Regions from separate parts of the Mus musculus genome. Here regions 2 and 3 are each linked to region 1. A link is a contact called in public Hi-C and HiChIP or PLAC-seq data. All regions are on one chromosome and are shown on one strand. The core of a region is the stretch at or near the end of the contact, and the rest is flanking DNA. Distances in the headings are between cores, read along the strand shown. Region 1 holds the start of Actn2 (actinin alpha 2). Region 2 holds the start of Ryr2 (ryanodine receptor 2, cardiac). Region 3 overlaps Mtr (5-methyltetrahydrofolate-homocysteine methyltransferase).

Region 1 (2,715 bases), core at 133-2,632:
TGGCATTAGTAATGATGGCGTTACTGAGGAGAACAACCAACAATAGGCAAAAGCTAAGCTTGCCTGTGGTGAGAATTAAAAGAAAAAAAAAACCAGTAATACATTGCATTTGTTGATTGTGTGAGTTTTTCTGCAAAAAACAGTAGATGTTGAAAGAATTTGGCGATTCTAAGTCTACACAGTTTCTCTTGCAACCTGGCTGCAGATTGGTAGCCTTGCGCCACAAATAGTACTGTAGCACCTGCTGGCAGCGGTTACTAAATTGGGATATAAACTTAACTGGGGGGACCCTATCCTCTCAGATGTTTTGGGCACCTAATGCTGTATTCAGCTTATAGCAGGTGGTTGTTACAGGATTGACTTGAAATTTCAGCCCTCTGCTCCCATGGCTCTGGCTTTACTTCCTTGGGTGACATAATTTCTAGGGACGGCTAAGCAGGTCTGGTGAGAGCAGAAGTGCAGCACTGCGGGGAGAAACGGAAATGTAAGGAGAAACTGGCCACCGGCCTGTCATTGTCAGTTCTCTGAATTTATGGCTGGCAGGTGAGTACTAGACGCTTCCTGCTTTGGCTTGGTTACTGACATTTTGATACATTTGGTTTAAGTTACATGCCTTGAGTCCTTCAGGTGAGGGCGAGAAGCCAAGAAAGAGGGTATTCAGGGGTTTTTAAACGGAGGGAGAAAGAATGGAATGGGAGAGAAGACTGAGGATTAAGAGAGGGAACGATGAATAAAGAGAGGACAAAGAAGGAGGGAGACACTTTAGAAGAACTGAAAGAAGGGAAGGAGGAAGGAGGTGAACAGGGAGTAGAGGAGAGGTGGAGAGGCAGAGAGGCAGAGAACTGAAGAGGAGGAAAAGAGGAGAAAAGAAAGACAAATAGAAAAAGAGGAGGAGTGGGCAGGAGAAGGAGGAGGGGAGGGGAAAGGGGCGGAGGAGTGTGTGTGTGTGTGTGTGTGTGTGTGAGAGAGAGAGAGAGAGAGAGAGAGAGAGAGAGAGGTGGGAGTGGAAGTGGGAGTGGGGGAGGAAAAGGAGGGATGAGGGAGATTTTTCAGCTAGCTTGTGGACACACGGGAAACATGACTTTGCAGCGGGTCTTTGGAACCCTTGTGTGTGCTGTGAGAGGTGGGACCGGATCCATATGTGTCCTCTCCCTAGTTCTAAGCTTCCAACCCTCCCTACTTTCCTCTGGGTTGCTGTCCGAGGTGCCCCTAGGTCATCCCTGGAAGCCAGCAGAGAGCAGGGGTGGGCGGAGTCAAGGCAGTGGAACCTGAGCGGGGCTCTCCAGCCAGCCAACCACACGTGTTGGAGACGGGGAGTGGGTGGGGCCGGCAGCACGTGACTCTCAGCGGGCTATTAATCCGCGCGGCGCTGCCTGCAGGCGTGCTGGTACTTCGCCGGAGACTCCGCGCCCAGGCGTGCCGCCCCAGGAACCGCGAGAAGGTCACCGCAGCCCGCCGCCTTTCCATCCATCCATCCATCCATCCATCCATCCATCCATCCATCCATCCATTCATCCATCCATCCATCCATCCATCCATCCATCCATTTCTCCGTCCGTCTGTCCATCCCTTGCGCTGTGCTCGCTCCCCAGCCGCCCCAGCCACCCAGCGCCATGAATCAGATAGAGCCCGGCGTGCAGTACAACTATGTCTACGACGAAGATGAGTATATGATCCAGGAGGAGGAGTGGGACCGCGACCTGCTCCTCGACCCGGCCTGGGAGAAGCAGCAGAGGAAGGTCAGCAGGGTCCCTCACGCATGTCTGTGCCTGGGTCGTTGTGGGGTGGGGGCGTCTCCGGCTGTGACCACTAGAAGAGGCCCCCTGGTGGAGGCTCTTGTTCCCCCAGCCTCCCACCGCACCATCAGAAAGGACAGCACACCCAGAGATAGGCAGGACACCTGGTGTGTGTGTGTGTGTGTGTGTGTATAAAAGTTAACATAAGTTGGAAAACGAATGATGTTCAAAAGACTGTTAGACTAGAATCTGAGAGTCTCAGCTCTCCTTTTGCCATGACCTTGCCCTAAAGTTATTTTGTGACAGACCCTGCTGTCTTCATTTGCCCCAAGACTGTCTCCTCACTAAGACACAAAATGAAAACCCACTCTATCTCAACTTTCCTAGGTCTGGCCCAAAGATAATTCGAAAACTACTTATTAAACATGTTAGGCTCCTTAGAGAGGGATGCTGTAGAACCCTAGACATTCACCTACAAAGTAAAAATTATTTCACACTCTATTTATAGTTCATTGAGGTAAGCACACAGGGATGAAGGAGACAGCCAGCTTCCAAGAGCTCCCTCCCCATCTTGGTGCTCTATGGGGCCTAATGGAACATTCCATTATTCAGGGTTTCTTCTTGATCCTCTTGGCTAAAACAAATAGGGGTGCTCACCAGGAGGCTAAGTTCCACCTCTGTTTGACTGGGCACAGAGCCTGGGTGGTTAGGCAAGTCAACAGACTAACTCAACATTCTGACAAAAGCCAGTTCCCCAAGCCAGTGCCTCATGCCTTATCTTCTTACTTTTTCTGGGCATGAGCAAGGTGGATTTCCCTTCTAAGAGCCTACTGTTAGGTGGATGCTAAGTGTGAGTGTCAGTGTGCATGGGAGTTTCCATAGCTGCTCCTTTGAGTGATTGTGTGTCAGTAAGTGTATAATGTTGGAAATCTATGGTGATGTTAACAAGAAAGAAAAAGGCTTCATGCTTGCATTCATT
Region 2 (2,715 bases), core at 140-2,639, 230 kb after region 1:
ATTTTTCTTGGAAATAGACAAAAACTTTAACTTTGTAAGGACGAAAATAGGAAAGGTGGAAACAAAATGTAACCCACCTGAAAATTTCTGGGCAGTTTTAATGATGTACCAGATGCTGTAACATGTGTAGCAGAGATAAGTTAACGCAAAATTATTTATTGTATAACTCCTGACTATGAGTAGGTTGGGCATGTGGGAACGTTGCTTTCTCTATAATTTTTTTTCAGTGATATAAATGAAAACACTTAGAACTGAGAAAACATGTGTTGGATTTCTTGTCCCAGTTGCTTCCGACATTTTATTTCTTAGTCATAGTTACATACTACTTTTAAAAACATTTATTTATTTATGTGTATGACGGCTGTGTGTGGAGGCTGAGGAGAACTTGGAGTTCTTTCTTCCCACCATGTGGGTCCCTGGAATTGAACTCATCTAGTCAGGATTGGTGGCAAGTGCCTTCACCAGCTGAGCCGGCTAGCTGGCTTACAGCAGCTGTTTTTAAAATGGAGATTTGATGGCTTATGATTACATGGAGCATTGTGAGATTTGGATCCGGCATTTGTGGAGGAATGTTTAACTTTGCTCTCTCACGGCAGATCGCGGATACCACGGTGTGAGTTTAGCGCATTCAGTGATCGGACTGGTCCTTAGCACACCATACTTTATTGTAATTTCTTGCGCAGGTGCATTATGAATTTGTGTGTCTTGTATCACAATGCATGGCAAGATGCCTACTTTGTCGTTGAATGCTGGGATTGTTGTGCTGTCGTTGAGTACTTTTTAATATATACTTATTTTATCTATGCATATGTGCCTAATAAATGTATGTGCACGAAGTACCTTCAGGTGCCCATGGAGGCCAGAGGGCACTGGGTCTCCTGGAACCAGAGTGACAGGTGGTTGTGAGCTGTCTCGCGTGGGTGCTAGGAACCGAGGCGCATCCTCTACAAGATCAGTGAGTGCTCTTCTTCAGCCTTCTCTCTCACCCCTGTTGCTGAATAATTTGTTAAAACTCCTCGACCATCCACACCAGGCCCCTTGTGGTGAGAACTTAATCTGTGATGAGTCTGGTGCATGCTGACTCAATAACTAAGAAAACCACCTCTATCTCGTATGGAGGGAGTCGAAGTGTAAATATCGATCACACGTAGAGGCTCCCCATTCTGTGCACCGGGGGAGAAGGAGAGTTCCCCGTGCAATCCAAAAGGCCTTAGAAATGGGTGGCAAGTACTGTAGCAGGGCTCAGCGGGAAGCTGAGCTCCTTGGACTTGAGGTCAGGAAGGGCACAGGTGCAGGGGATGGCTGAGCGCTCTGGCACGCGCCAGTTGATTCCCCAAGCAGCCAGTAAGCGGCACTGTGCCCCGGCGCTGGCGGCCGGAGGAGCGGGCTGCGGATTACCTGCAGCAGCCGGGGCTGGCAGCTCCTCCCCGCCCGCCCCCAGCCCGCCCCCGCCGCTGCACTAGCCCGGCTCCGCGGGCTCCGGGCACTCGCTGGCGGGAGCCGGGGCCGAGCGCGCCGGGCAGTGGGGCCTCCTCCCTGCGTCCTCACGCCGGGCTGCCCTCCTCCCGCACCGTGCGGCGCAGGGAGGCCCCGCGCCTCGGCCGCCCCCGCGTGCCCGCCTCCGCCGCGCTGCAGGGGGACCGACCGCTGGGCTCTCGGCACCAGCAGCGCGGCCCCCCGGGTGCCTCGGGCTCCTGGCTGTGGCCGCCGCAGGGGCAGCGACCCGAGTAGCAGCCGTTGGAGCCCCTAGAACATCCTGGTTAGCAGTGACTAGAGCGTCCAGAGAAGCCGCAGCAGCAGCTTCAGCAGTAGCAGCAGCAGCATAAGTGGCCGCGGTCGTGGGGCTCCGCCGGGCTCCGGAGCCGGCCGGGCCAGGAGCGCGGAGCCATGGCTGATGCGGGCGAAGGCGAGGATGAGATCCAGTTCCTGAGAACTGTAAGTGCCACGTCGCGGCGCGCATCTCCCAGGGGAAGGGGTGCCTGGGAGCCCCCCGCAGGGTCCCCGTAGAGTGACAACCGGCTGCGGGGCCGCCTCTGGTCCGCCAGAGGCGCCCCAGGGATGCTGGAGGGGTCTGCATCACCACATGTGTGCAGGTGTGCGGGTCTGCCCGGGGAAGGGCAGGACGCGTGTCTGTGCGCGCATGTGGAAAACCAAGAGGACTCAGTGCGGTGACAGCGTGGCGAGCCAGCGGGAGGCACCCGGGCGGGCGCTACCCAGCTGCGGGAGCTGAATTGGCCAGGGACCTCTTCGACCGACTCAGGCTAGGGTGCAGGGCTGCGTGTTCCGTGGGGCGCGCTTAGCGTGGCGGCTCTGGCTTTCGCCGTCCCTGGGGCTTCAGGGCTGAGTCTGCGCGCCGTCACGGAGTGAAGACATCGCAATCCGAGTACTTGGCGGTGTCGATCATATAGTGACTGGCCAGGGCTGAGAAGGCTGCCCCCAGGGTGCCCCCAAGTCGAGCAGATACCAATGCCATGGAGGCTTGCTCCGGTGGTCCCCACGGTTCCCGGCATGGTGCCATGCTGGTTTTCGTGACGACAGCTTGCAGAGCGCATTGGAACCGTGTGTGTGTGTGTGTGTGTGTGTGTGTGTGTGTGTGTGTGTGTGTGCATGTGTGTGTGTGTGTGAGTGTGCGTTCCTGTGTGTTGTGTGTGTGTGTGCACGGACCGCATGAAAGAATTTACAGAGGCTGAGCATCATGAACATGTGTCGTTCTTT
Region 3 (2,715 bases), core at 160-2,659, 140 kb after region 1:
AACTGGAATGACTGTCAGGTTTCTAGTATCAGGTTTATCTTCTGTAGCCTGTGCTGTGCTTGAGTGGGACTTCTCAACTGACCTGAGTTGCATGCAGGCCAAAGACTTGGCTTGGAATGTCTGAAATATAAAATGGCCTTGCACTTACAGGTCTTGAGAGACTCTGCAGCAAAGCTGGGTCCCTTTTCACTTTCTTGTTCTGTCTCTGGATGCTTCCCTTTTAATTTCTGTTATGTGGTTTCTTCCTGTTTTATTTCTAGCTACTTTTCTTACCTCACATAGGTGTTCACAAGGGAATAATATGCGTAAGATGTTTTGACAGGCTCAGAGAGACATGAGATACAAATGCAAAACCAAGACAGGGTGAAAGGGGGTTCTGTTAGCAGAATCCGTATTTTCAAGGTAATGTCTGAAATCCGCTTTCAGTGCTCATGACATCTGTGCTCTACACATGCTCTGCAGAGTTGAGATGAAATTGCAAATGTAGGTGTGCTCAGTTCTGATTTCACTCCTGCTGGGTTCAGGGTGGTTTAGTGGAAAGAGTGCCAGACTGGGAGCTGGAGGCCCGAGTGCTTGTCCCTACTTGGCTCCTGGCTCTGATTCACTGTTGTGACCTTGAGTGTCTGTCTTCTGCATTTTTACAAGCTCCGTTGTGTAAAGGGGGATTACTTTAAGGAAATGTTCAAAGGGTAAAATTAGATACTAATGTGAAAACCTTTGAAGACCTAGAAATCACTAGAGCAGAGTCCATGCTGTGGGTCTTTATTTACTGTTTATCTTTACTCTAAACGTTGGTCTAGAGGCGTCAGGGCAAGTTGTCGATCCTAAAAGGGCTGTGGCTCCTGGTAGTGGTGGAGATACTTCTTGGGTTGCCTTTTTTAACCCCCATATGATGCATCACTCGGCTCTATCTACCTTACTGCCTGAAGGATGCGGGTCTCAAGGTATGGCCTTCCCATGTTTTGAGGCTATTCCAGTTATCTTCAGGGAGCTATAGGACATCAAACCCTAAAAAGGACAGCTTTCTCTCTCTAGACCTTGGGAAGAAGAGCCTGAAGCAACAACCCCAGGATTCTGGGCATGAAGCTTGATCAAGAGTAGCCCTGCCCTCAGCAGCTCCACAGCTGCAGGCCACTGTAACAAGAGGCCTCTTTAAGTCTGGAGTGTCAGTGGTCTCTCTTCAGTTTCTCTCCTAAGAAGACTATCCAGACTTTGTTAACAAAGCTGTTCAATGGTGGTTGAAAAGAGGGGCAGTTGTGAATCATGGGAAGATGGCAGAACAGATGGGAGGAGTCACTGCGGTGCAGGAAGGCAGAGATTCTAGTTAAGAGCTCCTCCGCTCTCCCCTTGCTTCCTGAGAGGCCGGTGTTCTTCAGAGCAGCTGCTAACAGTGGAACAGCCAGTCCTCAGATCCCTAGTCACAGGGAGACATGGCCATTCAGAGTTGGCAGTAGCACTGGTACCTTGGCCTCTGGCCCAGTATCCATGTGGCATTTTGTCCTTGGTGTCCTGAAATGGCTGGAGCACAGTCTGCCTATAGAGGCCCCAGAATCATGTATGTTATGGTATGTTTCAGGCTTGGATATAAAGGACAATTTCTGAACACCCCTCTATTTCCATTATACAATCTAAGAAATGATTTATGACTCCTTTTTTTTTTTAAAATCGGGTATTTATTCATAGTGGAGGTCCTGTATTTGTCCCTCCCCTGCAGAGTAGGGAACTCATTTCAGTATATGTCCCTACTCTGTGTGTGTGTGTGTATGTGTGTGTGTGTGTGTGTGTGTGTGTGAGAGAGAGAGAGAGAGAGAGAGAGAGAGAGAGAGAGAGAGAGAGAGAAAGAGAGAGAGAATGACTGTGCAGGCAAGGCTCTTGGTTCATGTTTGTAAACCTGATACGAGTAGTGTATTACACAAGCCCTTCTGCTTCTGCAGTGGTCTTTAACACTCTGACCGTCTGTATACTCAGGGATGAACTCAAGGCTTCCTTTTTTCTTGGCTATGGTGGGGCTAGAAGGGTGGAGGGAAGTTTCCAGCAGTCAGTCAGCTGCATGGGAAAATTCCTTTTCCACAGTAATTGAAAGTTCTGTTCTTGGTAAGACAACTCCTACGGGTGACAGGAGGGAAGCAGGTGTGGGAGTGCGCTGTGGAGTGAGGAGCAGCAGAGGACACCTCAGTGTGTGTTGGTGTGAGTGCTCTCCCAGCTGCTGTGCCAACGCTGACAGCTGTGCCTCTCCTCTAGTGAAGCCCACGTTTATTGGGACCCAGGTCTTTGAGGACTACAACCTGCAAAAGCTGGTGGACTACATTGACTGGAAGCCTTTCTTTGACGTCTGGCAGCTCCGGGGCAAGTACCCGAACCGAGGATTTCCCAAGATATTTAATGACAAAGCAGTAGGTTAGTAAGTCCTGCCTGCCTGGTGTTCACGATGTGTTGTGATTCGGAGTGGTTTGAGGGAAGGCACTAAGTGTTTAGTTTGTACAGGATACAGCTGCTTCCACGTGACTCACCACTCAGCTTTCACACGAGCATTTCAGTGTTTGCTTGCCCTTATCATGTCAGGTAAATGTGCCCTTTTATTAACATTTTCTTCAAATAAATGTACTTACTGACATCAGTTACACACTGGTCTCTGCATGGCAGAGAGGCAAAAAAAAAGAAAAAAAAGGAGCTATCTTGAGGTTTAGTACCTGATTGACTACAGTGGAGCTGACA

The links. Hi-C and Micro-C count contacts between places; a contact is called where the count stands out from the background. HiChIP or PLAC-seq counts read pairs in DNA pulled down with a chosen protein or histone mark.
Region 2: a Hi-C map of cardiomyocytes shows a contact between it and region 1, with 1.9 times the contacts expected there. The contact joins the promoter of Ryr2 here to the promoter of Actn2 in region 1. A contact is called at or near these places in 1 of 39 promoter capture datasets (liver), 2 of 484 Hi-C or Micro-C datasets (cardiomyocytes and embryonic stem cells) and 1 of 115 datasets of contacts at active chromatin or transcription factors (the SCID.adh cell line).
Region 3: an H3K27ac HiChIP or PLAC-seq map of heart atrium shows a contact between it and region 1, with 9 read pairs. The contact joins the enhancer-like site here to the promoter of Actn2 in region 1. A contact is called at or near these places in 1 of 39 promoter capture datasets (cranial neural crest), 1 of 484 Hi-C or Micro-C datasets (Th1 cells), 1 of 115 datasets of contacts at active chromatin or transcription factors (heart atrium) and 3 of 9 other capture datasets (adipose tissue, liver and pancreatic islet).

The regions. Positions count from the first base shown.
Region 1 is chr13:12,339,399-12,342,113 of GRCm38.p6, reverse strand. Actn2 (actinin alpha 2) reads left to right here and starts at 1,382. Exons shown (of 21, transcript NM_033268.4): 1 at 1,382-1,739. The coding sequence starts at 1,614.
Region 2 is chr13:12,105,619-12,108,333 of GRCm38.p6, reverse strand. Ryr2 (ryanodine receptor 2, cardiac) reads left to right here and starts at 1,389. Exons shown (of 105, transcript NM_023868.2): 1 at 1,389-1,935. The coding sequence starts at 1,888.
Region 3 is chr13:12,194,920-12,197,634 of GRCm38.p6, reverse strand. Mtr (5-methyltetrahydrofolate-homocysteine methyltransferase) reads left to right here. Exons shown (of 33, transcript NM_001081128.3): 28 at 2,242-2,397. Among named protein-coding and RNA genes, the nearest start is that of Gm10336, 9.8 kb to the right of the region's middle. Within about 2 kb of position 1,409, at least 40 of the 459 cell types and tissues checked have an H3K27ac peak or open chromatin away from gene starts, as enhancers often do. A contact at or near this core is called in heart atrium, where this site is marked.